2 separate regions of the Sus scrofa genome follow, and region 2 is linked to region 1. A link is a contact called in public Hi-C data. All regions are on one chromosome and are shown on one strand. The core of a region is the stretch at or near the end of the contact, and the rest is flanking DNA. Distances in the headings are between cores, read along the strand shown. Region 1 holds the start of GHRH (growth hormone releasing hormone). Region 2 overlaps MANBAL (protein MANBAL).

What was found. Hi-C and Micro-C count contacts between places; a contact is called where the count stands out from the background.
Region 2: a contact with region 1 is called in a Hi-C map of heart right ventricle, with 1.5 times the contacts expected there. The contact joins the enhancer-like site here to the promoter of GHRH in region 1. A contact is called at or near these places in 6 of 47 Hi-C or Micro-C datasets (alveolar macrophages, embryonic fibroblasts, epiblast stem cells and 2 more) and 2 of 2 datasets of contacts at active chromatin or transcription factors (alveolar macrophages and skeletal muscle).

Annotation. Positions count from the first base shown.
Region 1 is chr17:40,396,480-40,403,556 of Sscrofa11.1, forward strand. It overlaps GHRH (growth hormone releasing hormone), which reads right to left and starts at 1,378. Exons shown (of 5, transcript NM_001195118.1): 1 at 1,218-1,378.
Region 2 is chr17:40,443,092-40,450,931 of Sscrofa11.1, forward strand. It overlaps MANBAL (protein MANBAL), which reads left to right. Exons shown (of 4, transcript XM_005672921.3): 3 at 5,636-5,748; 4 at 6,153-6,566. The coding sequence ends at 5,743. Among named protein-coding and RNA genes, the nearest start is that of SRC, 24 kb to the right of the region's middle. Within about 2 kb of position 4,675, at least 32 of the 83 cell types and tissues checked have an H3K27ac peak or open chromatin away from gene starts, as enhancers often do. A contact at or near this core is called in liver, where this site is marked.

The DNA.
Region 1 (7,077 bases), core at 128-2,627:
CTCATAGTCTGGTCCACCAAGAGGCACCACATTTGCTATAAACCACATGCCCGAGGGATGGGTCATGACACCCTTGTAACCTCTGGGCTGAGAACCTAATCCATGTGGTTGCAAAATCCCACTGGACAAAAAAGGAAAACAACAAGAATAACCCAGCCTATGAGATGAGAACAGCGGAGAAGCTAGCTGTTGACAGATATCTTCCACATGGCCAGTCCAAGGAGCTAGAATTCATGGAATTAAATCTAGTGCATATCCAACAGCACCACCGACAACTCCTTGATGGCCTCAAAGTCATCTTAGGGTTTATCATCTATCATTACAAGTATCAGTCAGTTCTCAACAGTGCTTACAAACTAATTTTGTCATTAGATATATTCGAGGTTGTCTGGCTTCAGGAAAAATGGGCACTTGATTCACAGCAGCTGGCACCTTTTGCCAGACTTGGTGCCAAGAATGCTACAAGAATTCTGCAGATGAACCTTCAACTGACGACAGAGGTCAGATCTCAAGTGCCAAACTAGCGAGGCCATTTTTGAACTCCTGGGGGAAAAAAAACAAATCTTTTACCTTTCTCGAATATTCTACTGTGTGATTTAAGAACCCCGCCCCCCCCAATCCTGACTCTGTTTATAAACTGTTTCCAGCAATAGTGCTCTAAGTTGAGGGAGATCTAAGTTTTTAGTGAGGAAGCATCTTGAACGGTCATTCAAAAGGGTGGTGCCCCACCCCCTTCCAGAAAGGTTGGAGGTGGCTTATGGTAAAAGACGCAAATACTCAGGATCCCTGAAGCCCCGAAGGGTCAAGAGACAAGCTTCAGGAGCAGGTCATTGTGTCTAAAACCTAGAGTAAGGAGTGCGGCTGCAATTGAGCAAGAAAGCAAAACGTTATCAATTTCCAGGCAATTGTATTAAATCGGTCCTGAGCAATCGGTGAGTGGTATTGATTTGCACAGCCACTTGCTTCCTTTCGGGTCCGTGGCAGAATCCCGTTGTGGGCAGGAGAATCTAGCCAGCGGGTGCCTTGCTCTAGCAGCCCACCCCCACACCCATGAAGGAGCACCGAGACCTCAGCTGCCCCTGACAGACACCTGGCACATGTCTGCCTGCCACCTCTCCGAGGACTGAGTGGCCAAGCGTCCAAGACAACCTCAAAATGGCGCCAACCATCAAGAGCACGTTCCAGAGCCACTAACAAGGGGCCTAAAAGGTACTCACCAGTCCACGGGCAAAGAAGACGGCAGTGGGCCTGGTGAACTGGGTGTCTCTGAACTGGTGAGAAGATCAACTGTCTTGCCCCCATCCAGCCCGGCCCCCAGGGCCACCCCCCTCTCACCTCCGATGTGGCAGGTCTCCCTCTGCCAGAAGACGCGGCTCCAGTTCCACGGGCCTCGGGCTCGCCGTTTGCTTCAGCGCCTGCGTGGTACTCGCATCATTTATACCTTCATTTTCCTAAGTGTTGTCAGCGTCAGAGAATCAATTACACACAAGTCCACCAAAGGACCGTTTTTAGCATCGCACTGACAAACCCTAACGGGGGAAAGAGGTTTTGCCCCTCGCCAATTCAGACTCGTATTGAACTTGCCCTTTATCTTCGAGAGCACGGACAGAGCAAAAAAAAAAAAATTATATTATTCCGAGAAGAAGAGAGAGTATAATCCTGCTACTCTAATAATTGGAGTACTCAGAACAGTGAACCACCATTTACTCTCAGAGATAAATGGGCGTTTTAAAAAGTTGGTATAATCTTGTTTTGTCCGTGTGCAACTTTATTTCACTTTAGGGCAGCCAACATTACAGGCTGGGTGTTTTTCTCCTCTTAGTGAGGAAAGTTGCTTGCTATTTCCCTTGTCATCCAATTATCAAGATTTTCCCCTCTTGACTTGTACCTGCTGCGGTCACAGGTCGGTGTAGGCAGCGAGCCTGGGGAGCATCTGTTTCATGTGTCAAGGCTGCCTCAGAGGTGTGTGAGGTGAGAGGGGAGAGATGGAGTGCCTTGGGAGAGTTGTGCTTCCAGATTTCTCTAGCCGATAGCAAAAGAAGCCTCAAGAACGGCATGAAAGTGTGCGAGGCAGAAGCCCTGGTTTCCCATAGGGCTGCTGTGGAGGACTGGAAATTGCTGTGAGCTGAGTCCAACTACCCCTCCGTGTCTGTCCGTCATGACTTTGGTGACCTTCAGAAGTTACTTCTGCCTTCCAGGCCTCAGTTTCTACACTATCGATTTCTACTCCCATCACAGCTCAGGGAAAACAGCAGAGAACAGAAGTTTTCCAAGTTTGTAAATAGTGACACAGAACTTTCTTTGGAAATCGTCTATGGAAGTGCAGTATACAAAGCAGATTTTTTTCTTGGCCGTACCCACTGCATGCAGAAATTCTGGGACCAGGAATCAAACCCAGGTCACTGCTGAGGAACCTGAGCCATAGCAGTGACCAGGTCCTTAACTTGCTGAGCCACCAGGAAACTCCTAAAACAGATTTTTAAAATGGAGCTGCACTGGTTAGAGATTGAGGAGTGGAGACTGCCTTTGCCTGCCCCGGGACACCTCTCTGGTTCGCAGTTAGAACCAGTAGTTTCTGGAACCTCCTCCAAGTGACACTTTATGAACCTGCTTCTTAGCCTTCACTGAGCCATGTTCCTGGCACAGAGCAAACATGGGATGTTCCCCAGAGAAGCAGGGACTGAGCAGCATCACCCTGCAGGCCTGGACACAACGTGGTGTGGTCAGGTCAGGCCAGATCCCCAGGGACTAAGAATGGCTGATGGGTCACAGCTGCAGGTGGCAGATGGAGGAGTTAGGAAGCCCAGGGCAGTGGGCTCTCTTACAGTCAGGAGGTGTGGGGTTATCTCAGCGAATGCAAGGTGGGTACCACCCAGAGTTGGGCACCCAGAATGGACACCAGGCCAGAGTACAGACATGGGACACACAGAACTGGCCCAAGAAACCACAGGGATGAGAATTCAACCCCAGCTGAAGCTCTGTGTTAGGGATTGAGCTAAAGACTTCATGCCTAATCTCAGTTTTCTCATCTGTGAAATGAGAGTGATGGGGCTCATCTCATGAGGCTGTTGGGTGAGGATTAAATATGACTGTGGATAGGGTACAGGCCTGGAATAGAGTAAGTCACATAAGTAAGCTCCTACTGCTATCACCGTTGTTCTAAATGAGGAAAGAGGCACAGAAAGGTTACCCACTTTTCCACAGTCACACAGCTGTGCAATGGTAGAGCCAGGACTCAAAGTTTTCTAGCTTGCAAATTTAGTATTCCACAACAACCTGAGCTACTATGGCCCACCAATTCTAATTCTTCTAGTTTTTTTTAAGAACTTTAGGAGTTTCTTGGTGATCCAGAAGTTAAGGCTCTGGTGTTGTCACTGCTGTGACTTGGATTCAGTCCCTGGCCTGGGACCTTCCACATGCCATGGGTGCAGCCAAAAAAAACCTCCCAAAAGTTAAGGGTTTTACTGAAGTATAATTAACACACCAAAAAAGTCACCTGTTTGAAGTCTATGGTTCAGTGAATCTTCATAAACTTCTACAGTTGTGCCACCATCTACCTCAAGGAGGTGGACCCAGAGAGGGACACACCACTAAATGTTCCAAGAATCAAGAAAAGGGAGAAGTCACGGTAAAGCTGGGAAAGTATCAAATGGGTTTGGAGCCAACTGTGTGATTTTTGGGCAAGGTGTTTAGCTGTGCTGAGCCTCAGTTACCACATCTGTACAATGGGCATGATAATACCTACCTCCCCAGGTTGTTGTGAGGATCAGAAACTATGCTTGTAAAGTACCTGATACACCTGGCAAATGTAGCCATCACTGTAGGTCTAATGATCAGAGCTGAGCTCAGAAAGCCAGGCGGGAGAGCTGGGAGCCCTCCTGGGTGAGGAGCTTAATTTGCTGTCATTGCTCCAACCCATCAAGGAAGGAGATGGGAGGGAGGAAGTGAAAATGTGCCTTGAGAGTGAGAGCCAGGCCCCCTCCACCAAGTCCTGCTGCCAGCCGCCTCGTCCTTATCCTCCGAGGGGTGGGAACGGCTTGCTCACCACCCGGCTCTCTTCCCAGGATGGGTTTGAACCCAGCGCTAATTAGTGATCGTGCCTGTGTATAAGGGTTGGGGGCTTGAGCTGTGGAAAGAAAGCGCCCTAGAGAAAGGCTGGCTTTAAAAAGCCCCAAAAGGCTGGGGCAGCGAGGCTCCGCCGAGAGACAAGTGGAGCATTTGTGTTGCAAATTTCCAGTGTGCCGGAGCCAGCCATTCAGAGGGCGATGATGCTAGAGGCCTAGGCCTGGGGGTGGGGAGCGCAGAGGGAATCGACAAAGGGGGCCTGTCCCAGGGCTTCAGACCCTGCTTTGTAAAAGCTGCTTTCATCGCTCTCCCTGGATGACGGCGGTGTTCCCAGCCTGAGGCCACCATGCAAGGCTGGAAGGCCTGGACCCCAGACTCCCAGATTCCTTTGTTATCCCCTGCTGCCCACTCTATGCCTTCTAGGCCCTTCTGTGGAGTCAGCAGCAGCAGATGTCAACAGGAGTGCTTATGAGAGCGATGTCGTAGGGGTTGGCCTGGCTTGGTGGCCTCGGGCAAAGTCACAGGACTTTCCCAAGCCTCGGTTTCCTCTTCTGTGAAATGGGGCCAAAAGGTTCTGTCTCCTATTTCACGTCCTATCCTAGCATAAGTGCCTGTGAATGGATGGTGATCCAGGTTCACCTCTTTCTGGAAAAGTCTGCATTTGGGAAGGCCATTAGAACTCTTTTAAAGAGGTAAAGTCGGTCGTACTTAGCAAGTCAATTAAGTGACTCTGGGTTGCTTGGAAATATTACCCTCATGAGTATTTTACTTTACTTTTACTTATTTAGCTTTTTTTTTTTTTTTTTTAAGGGCCGCACCTGCAGCATATGGAGGTTCCCAGGCTAGGGGTCTAATTGAAGCTACAGCTGCTGGCCTACGCCAGAGCCACAGCAAAGCCAGATCTGAGCTGTGCCTGCAACCTGCACCACAGCTCACAGCAATGTTGGATCTTTAACCCACCAAGAAAGGCCAGGGATCAAACCTGCAACCTCATGGTTCCTAGTCGGATTGGTTTCCACTGCACCACAAGGGGAACTCCCCCTCATTAGTATTTTAAACAGTCACCTTGCTTGGAATCTTTGGGCTTGTCCCAAGTCAGTTATTATGGCTGTTTACCAGGCTGTTTTTCTGGGTTGGGAGATGAAGTGCTGGTGCCAGGCATGCAGCACAGGAAGCCAGTCCCTGGCTGATCCTTCAAGCAAGCTCTCCCAGGCAAAGATCTATCTGACCCCTCTTCAAAGCACTCTATGGATCCCACCTCTCCAAGAAATGTTCCCTACTGGTCTTGCCTTGTGATCAACAGATTTTATATGTGGAAAAGCACCCCTAAGACACTTGGGATGTCTGGGACCAGATCTGATTCATCTCTGAGCCCCCTAAAACATTTTTTCCTCCTTTTTTTTTTTTTTTTTTTTTTTTTGTCTTTTTGTCTTTTTGCCTTTTCTAGGACTGCTCCTGCAGCATATGGAGATTCCCAGGCTAGGGGTCTAATCAGAGCTGTAGCCACTGGCTTACGGCAGAGCCACAGCAACGAGGGATCCGAGCCGCGTCTTCAACCTACACCACAGCTCACGGCAACGCAGGATCCTTGACCCCCTGAGCAAGGCCAGGGATCGAACCCACAACCTCATGGTTCCTAGTTGGATTTGTTAACCACTGCGCCACGACAGGAACTCCTTCAATTTTACTGAGATATAATTGATATAAATAAAGCTTTCTAAACAAGGTGCACTGCCGACCCAGACCCAGTGGTATTAGCGGCTTGTTAGAAATGCAGAATCCTGGGCTCCTCCCAGACAGCTGAATCAAAGGCCAAATCCTCTTTGTTCCAGGATTCTAAGATGGTCTAACGCCCTGTGGTTCTCCAACCAAGGAGGAGGGCTCTGGCCTCAGGCAGCCGGCAGATGTCACTGTTTCCCAGTCGTTGGTGATGTCAGGCTTCGCTGAGAAAGCCAGATGCCCCAAAGCCAGGGCTTTGTTCCTTGTGAAATCCTGGGAGCACTGTCCAGGACAGTTACATTATCAGGCCATCCCCTCCTCAGCCACCTGGGCCCCCCATCTTTCTCTGCCCAGTTCCTGCCCTGGGTTCTCGGCTATTTTTCCAGTTAGGGGAGGCTACGGGATCCCCAAGTCCAGCCCCTACCCCAGGATCCCCAGGACAAAGTCCCAAGGAGAAAACCCAGCACTTGGAGCCTTCCTCCAGCCTGGCTCATCAGGCAAGAACATGGTCCGATGAGGACTAAGGCCAATGTTGGGAAGCCCCTTCTCACTTAGAGTCCGAGTTGCTGCATCTCAGTGACGACAGGACCTGCAGACACAGAAAGAGGAAGTTGCCATTAATGAATATCTACAGGAAAAACCCGAGGGCTGCCTGGGACTCTAGTTTCAAGTTTCCCATCTGAAATGGGCACCAGGTGCAGGGGCCGGGGTACAGCTTCACTTCCCCTCTGTGGCTGCAGGGCTAAAAGAGCCTTGACTCCAGACTGGAAGAAGAGTTGCTGGGGTTTTCCTCTGGCTCTGGCCACATTCTCCTGGCCTTTCCCCATTCTGTGCCCTTTGGTCCCTGAACACCTAGGCCACAGAGCAGAAGGAAGGTCAGCTTGCACACTCAACCCCATCCTTGGAGCTGGAACTCTCCTCTAATCTGGGAATCTGTCCCTAATCGATGGCCAAGACCTGGCTTCCTAACTCCCATCCCTCTAGCCCTGGGTCAGCCTCGCTCACCACCACCAAATCCTTGACAGGAATCTAGTTGTCCTGGGTCACGGCTGTGTAGCCAGAACATATCTCTTTTTTTTCCTTTTTTTTGGCTGCATCCACAGCATGTGGAAGTTCCTGGGCCAGGGATCCAATCCAAACTGCATCTGAGACCTACACCACAGCAATGGCAACGCTGGATCTTTAACCCGCTGTTTCAGGCTTGGGATTGAACCTGAGCTTCTACTGAGACAAAGCTGGATCCTTAACCTGTTGTATTACAGCAGGAACTCCCTTAAAAAAATTTTTTTTGTT
Region 2 (7,840 bases), core at 3,425-5,924, 50 kb after region 1:
CGTCCTTCCCATGCAGTTCTTGAGGATCGAATGAGGCAAGGAAGGTATGTGAGGCTACCTGAGTGTGGCACAGTGGTTTTCTTTCCCTGGACTGTTTTAGAGGAGAGAGTGGTTTCAGTCTGTGTAGAATGACATTCATCCTGATTTATTGGACTAAATCCACACTGAGTTGTAGCGTGGAAATCATAAAATTCTCTGTGCTTTTCCCTGCAGGAAGGGAGTTGATACATCGCGGCACAGATTCGATTATTTGAATCTGATGAATAGCAGCAATTTTCTGGCTTTGTAAGTGGCTGTGGAGCTGCTACATTATTGATGAGGCCTGTGTCACAGAGGACGCCTCCGCAGACCCAGGATCCACCTGAGGGCGGGGGAGGTCTTTTACTCCCCAAGGTGGGATTGCTGAGGAAACTGAACACTTGCTTCAGAGGAGGCGAGGTGTTCCCAGATGGAAAGGTGGGGCTACAGTGTTCAGAGTCTGCCGTCTGCCTGGCTTGTACCAGCAACGTACATTTGAAGAGAAATGACAAGTCAGCCATTTATTTAGAGTCACTCTTGCCAGCTAAGAATTTGGAGCTACAGCTCTGTGTGGCTAGGACCCCAGTATCCGAGTCATGCGCGTAACATCTGCCTTTGCTTCCCTGCCCCTTGAGGGGAAGGCAGCTGTGCCCCGCTGGGCCAGTGGCTAGGACTCGCTGAGCCTCAGTTTCCTTACCTGTAAAATGGGGCTCAGAGTGAGGGCTCATGAGGGTGGTGGGGGCTCAGCGTGCCCGGGTCTGTGAGGTACCCACGTGGTGCACATCACTAAGTGTGCCGCCTCCTCTCCATTAGCCTGCCTTGCCTGGCACAGGACCTGCATGTGCTTGACGCAGACAGAGCGTGAAAGAACAGAGCATCTGGGAGATACTGGCTGGCCAGTGGCCCAGAAGTGACCGAGGGGGCGTGCCCAGAGACAGGGCCAAGGCAGCAGTGGAATGGCTCTGGAGGCCACTTGGGGGTTCTTGGAATTTGTCTTATACAAAGAGAGACACCTGGAGGTTCTTGGAATCCGTCCTGTATGAAGAGGGATCCAGCAACACGTTTAAAGCAGAACACAGATGTGATCAGGATGGTTGTTTTAGGAGAACGGGCTCTGAAAACAGGAAAGCCCTTGGGAGGGACAGGCAAGAGAGCAGGGGTCTGAACCAGCTCCCTGGTGTGTGTCCGGAGGGGACCGGGTAGAGTTGAGTGCCCATGGAAAGAAGAATGGACCAGCCATGGGGACAGATTAGACGTGGGGGCACGAGGGACTGGTGGGAAATCAGAAATGGCTCAGAGGCTTCCAGCTTGGGTGACGGGGTGGGTGACAGTGCCAGAAATTGAGCTGGGGAAGAGAGGAGGAGGCCTGGGGTGAAGAGGAGACAGATAATGCACTCAGATCCTCGGTGACTGTATAGTGTCCACACACCCACGGCGAGCTGCTCTCGACTCTGGAAGACAAAGCCTGACTCCCATCACAAGCACGGGGGTTCCTGAATGACCCGCCAGTGGGATCTAGAACAAGCTGTTCTTGTCATTCCAGAGTCACCTGTGCTTCCAGGCGCTGAAAAAGAGAAAGTCGATTTCACTTTTAGATCGGATTCTTGGTGGCCATCAGCCCTTAGGAACCCAGGAGAGTCTGTGCCACACAGCCATTGAGAGCTCAGGTTCATCCTGGCTCTGCCACTCTGCATCTGAGACCTTAGGCAGGTCACATAACCTGACTGTCTCTTCTTTCATCTATAAAATGGGGCTCATTATGGCACTTTGTGAGGCCAAAATATATATGTCCATGGAGCTCCCGCTGTGGCGCAGTGGGATTGGCGGTGTCTTGGAAGCGCCAGGACACGGATTTGATCACTGGCCAGGTACAGTGGGTTAAGGATCCAGCATTGCGGCAGCTGTGGCTTAGGTCAAGCCTGCGACTCAGATCTGATCCTTGGCCAGGGAGCTCCACATGCCTTGGGGCAGCCAAAAATTAAATAAATAAATAAGTAAAAATAAGCAATATGGAAATAGCTTAAAAAAAAGAAAAGGATATGTCTAGACCACAGAACCTGGGACCTAGCATATTGCAAATAATAGTAGCAGCTGTTAGGAGTTCCCGTCATGGCTCAGTGGTTAATGAATTCGACTAGGAACCATGAGGTTGCGGGTTCTATCCCTGGCCTTGCTCAGTGGGTTAAGGATCCGTCATTGCCGTGAGCTGTGGTGTTGGTCACAGATGCGGCTCAGATCCTGCGTTGCTGTGGCTGTGGCTGTGGTGTAGGCCGGCAGCTACAACTCCTATTGGATCCCTATCCTGGACCCCTTCCATATGCCATGGGTGCGGCCCTAAAAAGACAATATATATTAGCAGCTGTTATGGCTGTTATTATTACTATGCTTATTGGTGGCTATGTCTAGCCATGGTTTAGGGTTTGTATATTAGGTTTAAAATTTACTCTGTCCTCTGTGCCCATTTCTCACAGGAAAAAGTGAGACTGTTAGGCTTTTATGATGATAAGTAGGAATGAAGTTCTCCTGGTCACAGGAGAGCTTGCATGTTCTTTCATTTCATTCATTTGGGAACAATTGAAGCTGTCCGCAAGAGCTCACAGATTAGTTGGGGAGACTCAGGGGGAGCACTTGTAGCTTAGGTAAGATTAGGGTGGCTCTGTAATCTTCCTGGGTGCCTGGGGTGGAGGAAAGGATGCATCTGCTGCAGTGGAGGAGCAGAGGAGGAAGGCTAGACGGGAAGGAGGAGTGTGTTCTTGGGCTGGACCACACTGAGGGGAGGGGTTTGCTGGGTGGCCAAGGAGAGAAGGGTGCTCCCCTTGTTGAGGGGTGGGCAGCGGAAGCCCTGGGGCCTGGCCCATTGTAGGGGGCAGAGGTGAGCCCAGGGAGGCTGGCGAGGCAGCCTCCTTAGATGCTGTCCTGGGTGTGGGACACAAGACCGTGGGTGATGGAAAGCCACTGGAAGGTTTAAGGTGGGGACATCTGCGCTTTAGAAAAATTCTCTTGGCACGTGTGCAAGGAATGGCATAGAGAGCAGGGGGGCCAGTTGGCAGTGGGGGAGCTGAAGCAGGGCCTTTGAGGCTCCAGAGAGTGGCCAGGTCAAGAGATGGAGGAGGGCAGATCAGCAGGACCTGGTGACCGATTGGATGGAGGGACAGCGGGGGTGGGGGTGTCACTGGGGCTCTGGTTACTCTGCTTACGGGTAGGGGAGGAAGGCCAGGCCAGCTGGAGAAGGGGCTGTGCTCTGTCTGGGCCACTTGAGTTGGAGGTGCCAGAAAGGATGAGGTGCTTGGGAGAAGGTCTGTGGAGTAAGGAAAGCACTGGGGACAGCGGCCAGGTATCCTCATCCCTGGTTTGTGTACCAGGCCCCACTTGAAACCGCAGGAGGCGTCCAGCTGTGAGCTCAGGGGGGCTCCATCCCTGGAGATCCTGGCAGGCTTGACAGGTTCCCAGTGCACAAACCCTTTGTCTAATCATGCCCTGTTTGCCCAGGGCAGGGACTGACTGGTTTCCACTGGCCTCACAGGTACTGCCCTGGGGGCGGTTTCCAGGTCCCAAAGTCTCCAAAGGCCTTGTGCCCTGTGGGGTTTGCCTTAAACAGTAGCCATCCTGCTGGGCTCTGCAGCGGGAGCCTGTGCCCTTGACACACTGGCTTCTCTGAGATTTGGGTTGGTTGGTTTGTTTTTCTAATGGGCTTTCTTCTTTTTTCTTTTTTTCTTCCTTCCTTCCTTTCTTTCTCTCTCTTACCTTTCTGTCTTGCTCATGCTTTCTTTCTCTCTTCCTTTTTTTCCTTCTTTCTCTTTCTTCCACTCTTTCTTCCTTTGTCTCCTTCCTTCCTTCTTTCTCTCTCTCTCTCTCCTTCCTTCTTTCCTCCCTCCCTCGCCCCCTCCTCCCTTCCTTCCTTTTTCTTTCTTTCTTTCTCCAAGTTACAGAAACAGTATCAGCACAAGGGGGTGGGGGTCCTGAGCACTATCAGAGACCTGGCCAGGGGAGGAGCCGGCCGCCTGGTTATCTTGGGGCCATCACGCCTGGGTGCCTGGGATCAGGCTAGGTCTGTTGTCTCCGTTGGTTGGCAGCAGAGTAGACAGCGATGGCTGATAAGAGGGAGGTGGCAGACCTTTGGACTGGGCTTTAGGTGGGGACCGCCCCTCCACAGCCATAGTCCTGCCGCTTCTTTCGGAAGGAGGCTTGAGGCTTGGGCCAGGGGCCGACAGTGAACAGGGAAGGACAGAGTAAAGCAAGCTGGAAGCTGGGAGGTAGCCAATTAAACATGCAGAAATACTTTTCTAGAAACAGCGTACTCCCTCTTAGTATTCTTGCTTCGTCTTTTGTTTTCCCATCTTTAATAAAAGAACAAGGTACTGAGGCGCATTTCCTTGCTTAGTGCCGGGGGCAGTGGGGCTGTGGGGGCGGGGGCACCTGAATGAAGGGGCAGCCACTGCTCAGCCCATTTCTCCCATGAGGAGATTTGGGGCCAGTGTCACCGGATGTTTAAAGTTTTCAAGAAAAGCAAGGAATCCACACTGAATGGGAAATCTCCCAATTGGCTCAAGTTCTTAAAAATAAACACTGCAGGTCAAGTGAAGTCTGCCTGTGGGCCGGACAAGGCCTGCGGCCTGTGGTTAGTGCTCTCTGGGCCAGAGTGGACTCTGACATCCTGCCTGGCTGTGGCGCAGTATGATTTATCCCTCAGAGGGGAGGGGACACTCAGCAGGACTGAGGCCACTCTAGGTTCTTCTCTGACATGCGCCTGTGAGGCTGGGACAGGCCAAGTCCCTTCCCCAGAGTCCACTTTCTTTATCAGCACAATAAAGGCCAGGGCTGGCTCTGTGGTTTTCAATCTTTTTTCAATAGGAGAACCTTTGTTTAAACCAGATCTTACAGGGAACAAATCACAATGTACGTGACAGATCCAAAGCAGAGCTGCCCCAGATACAGGGAGAGTCTGGAGTTCTACCCTGGGGCTGCCCTCTGCCCTTTCCCACGGGGCACCTCTGCCCGAGGCCGCAGAGCTCTGTGCCGTGGCTGCACTTCCACCGGCTAGCGCTCTCCACCCTGCCCTGCCCTGGCCTTCTGTGGCCTGAATGGCAGACGAGGGATGAGAAGAGAAGCAGGGCTGGAAGGAGAGCAAGCCACAGCGGGTCTGCCCACAGCCGCTCCTCACCACATTGTGCCCAGTCCCACATGCGGTGACCAGCAGCCGCTGGGTGCATTTGCATCCACTGGGTGCTTTCCACGTGTTTTTGCCTCAGCAGAGAGCCCGCCCGCCAAGGTACGCGCCCCTGCTTCCATTTCACAGGTGGGCAAGCCGAGACACAGGAGGGGGAAGCGTGTGGCCCACAGGGTCACTTGGCTGGAACGTGGGGGAGCCTAGATTCCCCCCCAGGCCTGTGCGGCTCCAAAGGCTGCCCGCTTCCCTTGGGCATCTTCTCTTATCCTTCACCCCCTCCCCGGGGGCCGTCCTGCAAACATGGGGATCCCGGGGCCCTGCAGGGACAGTTTCCATCCCTGGTGTCTCTGCGGCATGCCTCTCTTTGCAAAGTCCCTTCAGACATGATCTCATTTTGTGGGTGTCATTTTGATTTGTCTAAGCAGGCCTCTGTTTTCTGTCACCATGCAGGAGGCAGAACCGTCTGAGCCCCGAAGTACAGAGGTGACGAGGAAGCCTAAGGCCACTGCTCCTTCTGCAAACAAGAGGCCCAAGAAGGAGGCCAAGAAGAAGCGGTAGAAGAGGCGGCCTGTAGAGCCCGGTGGGCGGGGCCAGGGCCTTGGGGGCGGGGCCCCCACCGGTCCCCTGGGGCTCAAAGTCCTGTTCCCTCACTTCATCCCAGCCTCAGGATCTGAGGTGGCTGGGATGCCCTCTGACCACAGAGAGCTGGACAGTCACGACAGGCCCCAGGCCCCAGCTGGGCAGACTCCACTTCCACTTCCTTCTGCTTCCCCGATGGTTTAGAGCCATGGGGAGTGAAACCCCCTGTGAGCAGAGACTGCCTTGGAAGTCTCTCAGAAGCGGGGCGGCTGACAGTTGCATTTTCTTACTTAATCCCCATGTCCTGCCTTATAGATTCACACTACATCTCAGAGTCCTTATCTGATGCTGACAAGCACTGCCCTCTCCCATCCTCTGTGTCCTGCAGATCAGATCTCCTGCTAATCAGTCACCTTTGTCTCTGCTTGTGTGCATGGAGCCAGGCCAGGCGTCCCCTGTTTGTTTAAGTCAAGACACTAAGGCCACTGCAGCGCTAGTGGTCCTACTGGTACAACAGCCAGTCTGGAAGATGCCTGGCAGGAGGGCCAGCAGATGGCAGGGACTTGGCTGAAGGAGTGTATATTCTTCGGCTCAACTTCCTGAGCCTCTGAAATGGGGGACTTGTCAATCACAGACCAACCTCTTTTCAACCCATCACAGCACATTCAAGATATTCTTTTTGGCTTCCATCTGTACCCCCTCCCCTCCCCCCTCCCCACCGCCGTTCTTAAAACTCCTGACCAGTGAGGAAAAGTCACTTGGGGGAGTGGATGTCAATAAAAGGCCCCGAACGCTGAACCTCCTCTGTGTTGTTGCCTGTGCTGAGATGGAGCCTGTCCCCTGATCCCTGCTGGGGGGACGGGGCAGTGAGGGAGGAGCGCCCCCCACCCCCGAAGAAGTGTGACAGTGGGGCCTGGGATGGCTGGAGCAGGGGCCAGCTGGTCAGAGCAGCTTTGGGGCGAGTTTCAGGAAGGGTCCAGCCTGCTGCTTTGTGCGGCCCTTAGTCACTGGGAACATCCGTGAGTGTGTGAGAGTTTCCGTCAGACCCAGGCCCCACTCATTCCCCGGGTCCTGCTGCCTGAGGAAGGCGCTGCTTGTCCTCAGAGTGGCTTGAGGAAGACCCAGTCTTGGTGTAGGTGTGGGTCCTGACAGCCCCCAAAGAAAAGCCTCAACCTGTGGTTCTTCCAAACGCCCGGCTGGTTTACAGTTTCCTGAACACTTTCCTAAGTGTTGTCACAGCTGATGAGGATGAGCTTAAAGGATGAGTGTGTCTCATTTCCCTTTTAGAGATGGAGACTGAAGTCCTGACAACTTGAGAGAGCCAGAACTCGGACTTGGACCCAGTCCTTGGCCCTCTTCTCGATATTTAACAAATGTTTGGTGAGTGTCAGCAGGCCGGGGCTGTGAGGGCCCCACCTGCTGGAGGCCGGGCTGGATCCCAGCAGGAGGGGCTTCTGCTGAGTGTTTCTGTTCACAGACATTCACTGAGAGTCTGCTCGAGGCTCATGCCACGCTGCGGGGGTGGGGGGTGTGCGGAAGTAAGGAGGCTTCCCAGGAGCCCAAAGTGTGCCTGGCCCAGTGGGAGACCAATCGACTGAGGCGTGTGCATAGCCTGTCCAGCGGGGGAGCAGTGGGTGGGGGCGCCCATTCAGTCTTGGGGGGCAGCACCCGGCAGAGGGACTCCGAATGACTGAGCGGAGTCTTAAACGCCCAGCAGGAATTGAAACCAAAGGAAATCATTCTGGTAAAGCAAGGACCTGACCTCTAGAGCCCACCCATCCACTTCCTGGAGAGGGGGCAGCTCTGAAATCACAGGAGCAGGGCTGCCTTGGTAGGTCTGACTCCTTTAAATTGCTCCCCATTGAGGCTGTTGGCCAGAGAACAGCCCTAGGAAAGCAAGGGTGGTCCTCTGCCCCACCCGCCCCTCACTCCACACGTAACTTTGGACAGAGTTTGCAGCATTGACCCTTCTGGAACCCCTACCCTTAACTGGTTTTCCTCCTACGTCACTGGTTCCTCCTAATCAAAGGGGCCCGGGGCTCAGTCCTTGATCCTCTCTACTCTGCCTGCACTCCC